Linked DNA regions of Mus musculus: region 2 is linked to region 1. A link is a contact called in public promoter capture Hi-C data. All regions are on one chromosome and are shown on one strand. The core of a region is the stretch at or near the end of the contact, and the rest is flanking DNA. Distances in the headings are between cores, read along the strand shown. Region 1 holds the start of Iyd (iodotyrosine deiodinase). Region 2 has its middle 110 kb from the start of Gm22739.

Region 1 (2,910 bases), core at 398-2,897:
AGAGGTACTAAGAGAAGAGAGGGCCCATCCTCAGATCAGCTACACGGTGTTCTGTGACCCTATGGCACAGATCCTGTTCCTCAAGGGAAGCCACATTGTTCCTGTACAAGTGTACATTACATTGGCAGCTGAAGCATTGTTCTGTACCGACACTATCAGAAGCTGGAGGCCTGGTCACTGAGGAGGTGTTAGGGTTAGAGGAAGCTCACTGGGTCCAGCGCAGGTGAAAATTGGCGGAATTCACAGGGCCCACCCTCCCCCTCCCCTGTACTCTGAGACCTGCAGATGCACCAGGTCGGGAACTTGGGTGGGTTTCAAATTCTAGAGTCAAAGTTTCTTCCCTCTGGAAGCCTTGTCTGATCTCCACACTGCTCTGCCCATCCTGCTGCTGTTACAGCTGCCAGACTTCTTGCCCCTGCACTGTGCTTTTTTAAAAATCTCTTTTCGGTGAGCTCCCAGAGCTGAGTGTGAACCTTGGCAGCCAGGCAGCAATGTCTCTTGTACTAGCACATAAAATCCTTGTCCCAGCTTTCCCCTGTTACCCAGGCAGGCTCAACACCGCAGGATCTTAGCTAAGAATTCTAGTCCACACTGCAGACGTACCCAGCATGGACTCAGGCTGCTTATGTCCCATTTATCTTCTAATGGCTTTGGCATGTCATTTGACCTATTCATGCCTCATTCATATGAGTGAAAATGGGAGCAGTAGCGGGATCTATGACATGAGGTTTTGGGGAGCACCTGTGATTTAGTACGTGGAATATGGAGGAGCCACAAGGGAAGCTTTCTGTGAGTAATGGTTCTCTCTCCCATCCTTCCTTCCTCCCTCATCCCCAGCTGTGAGAACAATACAAGCGAGGAGGAACAAAACCTGCTGGTCCCCGGGGCTTGGACATCTCAACCTCTGGAACTGTGAGACACGTGTTTCTGTTATTTATGTCACTCAACCAATGACATTTGTGTTCTGACAGCCTGAACAACAGAGGCATAGGCAAAGATAAAAACTAAGACAAAAAACAAAAAGCCTCAAGCTTAGATATAGTCATTTCAAACTGTTTGCATCACTTTTTCCAGATTAAAATCTTTCTTTAATGTAAAACATAGCCTTTCTTCTCTGTTGCATATGTTGGCATGGCTGTTAATTTTTTTTTTTACAGCCTCAGGGCAGTGCCTCTTACATATGTTGTTAAAAATGCACGTTGACAGCCTCTTTCTGGAAATTATCTTTCAGGATATCAGAACCTACATTTATAAATCTGCCCTTTTAAAAAATTAGCTCTCTGGGCAATTCCTAGCTTCAGGCAGTTGAAGATGCTTTGAGAGAATAGTTAAATAGGAGAAAGGTCAAATGCTTTTTTTCTTTAAAACCACCACCAGCAATGTAGCACATTACAGTGCTTAATGCACCCCATGGTCATTGATGTCTGAAAATATACTGATCAAGTGCACAGTTTTAAAATTGCATGCGTCAGAGCAGGACCAATCCCACACGCACCCAACTGTGAGCTTTGCTCCTTTGCAAAGTCCTCACGGAGTCTGAGTTTGTACTTTGCTCCCTCCCTGGCACTCCTCCCCGTTTCTACATCTACTCCCAGCATTCCCTGCTTCCATCTGTTTGTATAAATGCCAGTGTGGGAAAGCGCACACATTCCAGGTCGGACTTCAGACCATGTTTCTCCTCACCCCAGTCTTGGTAGCAGTTGTCTGTATCTTGGTTGTATGGGTCTTTAAAAATGCCGACAGGAACCTAGAGAAAAAGAAGGAGGAGGCTCAAGTTCAGCCCTGGGTGGATGAAGACTTGAAAGACAGCACAGAAGACCTTCAAGTGGAAGAAGGTAACAACCCCTGCGGTGCCCAGGGCTTTGCCCTGCATGTGTTTGCGATGGTGCGAACTGATGCCCAGGATTCAGAGAGCAAGCCATGCTGGCAAACCTTCGCTTCTGTTGTGAAAACAGAACAGTGTATAGCAAGGATGGTCATCTCAGGGCACTTGCCGGTACCAGCCTCTACCCAGTCCGAAGTCATGGAAGCTAAGATCTCTCCCAGCCCAGATCCTCTGCAGGTCAACACCTTCTGTCTCAGGGGTGGGGGTGGAGGCAGAGTCTCTGTACAGAGTGACAGCGAGCATGGCCAGGTTTTGATTAGGAATGCTGAAACTGAGAACGTGACCCGTCTAGGGATTGGGTACTTTCTCTTATGCCAGGCCCTGTGCCTTAGAGACAGGAGTGGCCCATGCCCAGCAAGAAAAGGGTCCGGTTTAGGGAATGAGGTAAAATAAGGAAACGGACAAGCCCTGTGGAACTAGTATAAGGTGTTTAGGAAAGGCTTGGGGGTCTGCTGGGGCATTGGGAAAGAGCAAAGCTGACCCGAGGGTAGAGGTGTGAGCAGCAGGGGCAAGCTGTGTCAGGAGGCGCACAAAGCCAGCACCCATGTTCTAATGCCTAGGAGCGATTCCTGGAAGGTGAAAGATGTGCAGACGGAGAAGTGAGGCAGAGAGGGCTGGCTGTGGCTGGCATGAGACCAGTGCTTGTCAGCCTTCCCAATGCTGCAACTCTTTAATACGGTTCCTCACATTAGAGTGATTTGCGACTGTAAAATTACTTTCGCTGATATGTTTATAAGTGTAATCTTGTTAGCGTTATGAATTGTAATGTAAATATCTGATATGCAGGGTATCTGGTCCCACTTGGGAAGTACTTCCCTTACCACAGAGAAGCACTGTCCTTAACCCCGACATCTGTTCTAAGGTTTGATGAGCAATGCTTTGGTGGGAGGGTAGTGGATGCCCAAGTCACAGTGAAGAGCATCAGATTTTAGATATTGGGGAAGATGGAGGGAGTGGCTGAGTCACTGTCATCCATGGACAAGGGCAGAAAGATCCAATTTAGGGGACACTGTAAGGGTGTGCTG
Region 2 (3,009 bases), core at 166-2,665, 1.0 Mb after region 1:
AAGCAAGGCTTGAACTCTGTGCTGGGACTTCATCTGCCAAGCGCCCTATCTCTTCATCCCTTGTCTGCAGAGCTACATGCACTGAGGTGAGAAGCTTCGCAGAGCACAGGGAAGGAAGCACAGTAGCCATAAAGACAGAGTTCAACAAAGCGCTTCAAGATGCTGAACCCCTCTCTAGGAAGGATGGACACCAGATATGGAGAGAGTCACAGGCCTAGCACTTCACAGCTCCCGTTTAAAGCCAGCTGCAGAAGATAGTTGCAAAGGTCTCTACCATGCATTTAGAAAATGAGGAATTTTGTTTATAAGAAAAGAAAATGTGGATAGTTCCCAAGCTTCTCTGAAAAAACCTCCCATGAAATTTTTGTGTAGCTAATAAATTAAGCCATTATTTATTCTGTGTAATGGAATGCATGCCTGGATTGTGACTCAAGAGACTCCTTTGGAGGAATGGCCAGGTCCTAGGCTCAGGGCAACATCAGTGAATGGAGTCTCTGATGCCACAGGAGCCCCAGTGTTCTGATCTGTTAGAGAGCTCTGGCTGCTCCATCCTTCGACAGCTTGCACTTCTTCCCAGGTGCCTCAGCCTTCTTTTTGGCGTTTTATTCAGTTCCACGTGGGAACAGAAGTAGAGGGTTTTATTCATGATCAAGATTCAAGGTGTCTGAGGTTGTGTTGAAAAGAGGTGGTTTAGAAATAAATTAATAATTAATGGCCTATGGATCTCAGTGTGCCTTGGCATTTATTTTGAAACCTACTTACCTGACCATTACTTTTATTCCAAAATCCTTCGTGGACACCAGGATCTTTCAGTGTGTTTAGTAGGAACTCAACTTGTATTGATCAAATTTAATTTTTAAGAAAGGATTGGTATCTTCTCTTTCAAATTCTAAAGTTTCGATCTGTCTGCCTGCTTCTCTGTCTATCTATCTATCTATCTATCTATCTATCTATCTATCTATCTATCTATCTATCCATCTATCATCTATTCATGTGTGTGTGTGTATGTGTGTGTGTGCCTGCATGGAAGATATGATACAGATATGACTGTGAGCTATCAGAGGCTAGCAGAAGATGTTTGGTTCCAGGAAGCTGGAGCTAAGGTGTTTTCAGGATACCTTTCTTGTGCTCGGATCTGAATTCAAGAATTTACGATTGTGTGAGGAGGCTCTTAAGAGCTGTGTCATCTTTCTATCTCTTGGTTTCAACTTTTAAAAACTGTTTCAAAGGATTATTTCTGTCTAGAGTTCTAAACACACCAGGTGATGGCCTTCTGCTTGGCAGAGGTTCAGGGTGGCACAGTTATGCATGCTGGAGAGGGAGCATCCGATTCCTTTTGACAGTCACTGCCTGTAATAACTGGAACATCTGTGCAGTTCCTTTGGATCATTAAGCAGCCCTTGACCTGGAGATGACGTCTGTCCTCTTGCTCTGTTCTGCTCATATCCAACTGGAGTTCCCACTGCGTTCCTGGAACTGGGCTGAGCTGGTTGTGGCCACAGAAGCACGACTCATGTCCAGAGAGATGGCAATGTTGCTGGAGGAACAAAAAACAAAAAAAACAAAAAACAAAAAAACAAGCCAGAAGCCTTATTTACCTATAGAGCAACCAGGGACCAATACAGAATTCAAGTTCTTATTTCAGTGCTTAAGACTGAGGTGAAAACAAACACTCTTTACCATGGATAACTCAGAAATAGGGCTCTGGGCAACAGACAGACAGCAAATGGAGTGAATTTGAAACTAAACTACTGTCCCATTTCAGTTCTGCTTGATACAGGCTTCTTCTTTTTTGTTCTTTTTTCCGCAGTGGGTACTTTTGTCTAGGACCCCATTCTTGAGGGATTCCGTGAGGGTTATGGGATGCACATCAGCAATTGCCCCCACCCTCTGCATTATACCCTCTGTTGCTGTACCAGTTGCATGGCACACTTGCTGAGTGATTCAAGTTATCATGATCAGAAGCAAAACAACCGACAAGCAATAGCGACCCGAGAGGGTGGCGTGACTTAGAAGTCAGGAAGTGTAGGTCCTGGGGAGGAAAACCTTTCTGGATTGTGGGATATACTGAAAATGCATGTTTCCACCAGAAGGAAGTGGACACAGGAGAGAGGAGGTGAATATGCTGTAAGAGCTGACGAGCCATGTCTCCCCATGTCATGCTTTGGTGCGAGATGCTCCCACTGGCTCATGTGTTTGAACTTCTGATCCCAGCTCTTAGGGTGTGGCCTTGTTGGAGGAAGTGGTCATTGGAGGTGGGGAGGACTAACGGTTTTATAGAATGTCCTTGCTTCTCATCTGAGCTCTGCTTCCTGCTTCCTGGTATGCAAAGAAGTGGAATACCAGAACACTCTGCCACCGTGGCATCAAGCTGCCTGTGGCCTTCCTCACAGTGAAGGACCATATTCCTTGTGAGTGTGAGCCAAAGCTTTCCTCCCTTAAGTTACATTAGCCAGTTATTTTTTATCATGGCAACAAGGAAAACAAATGAAACACAACCAAATGCATTACATTTTCAGGTAAATTACAGACCTGAAGTAACTCTGTAATACTGACCTAACTTCTAAATTATTATCTGCAATAACATTCCCAGTCGTTTATAGAAAAATGATCAAGGGAGACGTAACTACTAAAATCACGCTGGATATGATATGGATGAAGCCTCAGATAACATGGAAAGGCGAGTTTGCGTTTGGGAGAGACACTTCTCAGCACAGATTTATCTCTGATAGAATGACCTGCCAAAATCTTGAGCTGCAGTTCAGCCCATCTGATAAAGGTCACTGACTGGACACCAGACAAGCCAATACTCGCAGCACCTGCCTGACCAAAAAAAAAAAAAAATTCAAAGAACACTCTCCTCTCAGAGCTTAAACACCAATAAACGAAACTTCCCATTACCACGTTCAATGTTTTATCTCTTCTCTGTCATACTACACAGTGATCTGTGTTGCTATGAATGTTAGGAAAGAGGCCATGTGGCTCTCATTTTCTGCTTTTGATCCTTAA

The links. Promoter capture Hi-C pulls out the DNA fragments that hold promoters and counts their contacts.
Region 2: a contact with region 1 is called in a promoter capture Hi-C map of liver, with 4 times the contacts expected there. The contact joins the enhancer-like site here to the promoter of Iyd in region 1. A contact is called at or near these places in 4 of 39 promoter capture datasets (hippocampal neurons, liver and pre-B cells).

The regions. Positions count from the first base shown.
Region 1 is chr10:3,538,627-3,541,536 of GRCm38.p6, forward strand. It overlaps Iyd (iodotyrosine deiodinase), which reads left to right and starts at 1,648. Exons shown (of 5, transcript NM_027391.4): 1 at 1,648-1,835. The coding sequence starts at 1,670. Gm30033 (a long non-coding RNA gene) reads left to right here. Exons shown (of 3, transcript XR_380041.2): 3 at 838-1,001.
Region 2 is chr10:4,588,401-4,591,409 of GRCm38.p6, forward strand. No RefSeq gene overlaps it. Among named protein-coding and RNA genes, the nearest start is that of Gm22739, 110 kb to the left of the region's middle. Within about 2 kb of position 1,416, at least 8 of the 459 cell types and tissues checked have an H3K27ac peak or open chromatin away from gene starts, as enhancers often do. A contact at or near this core is called in liver, where this site is marked.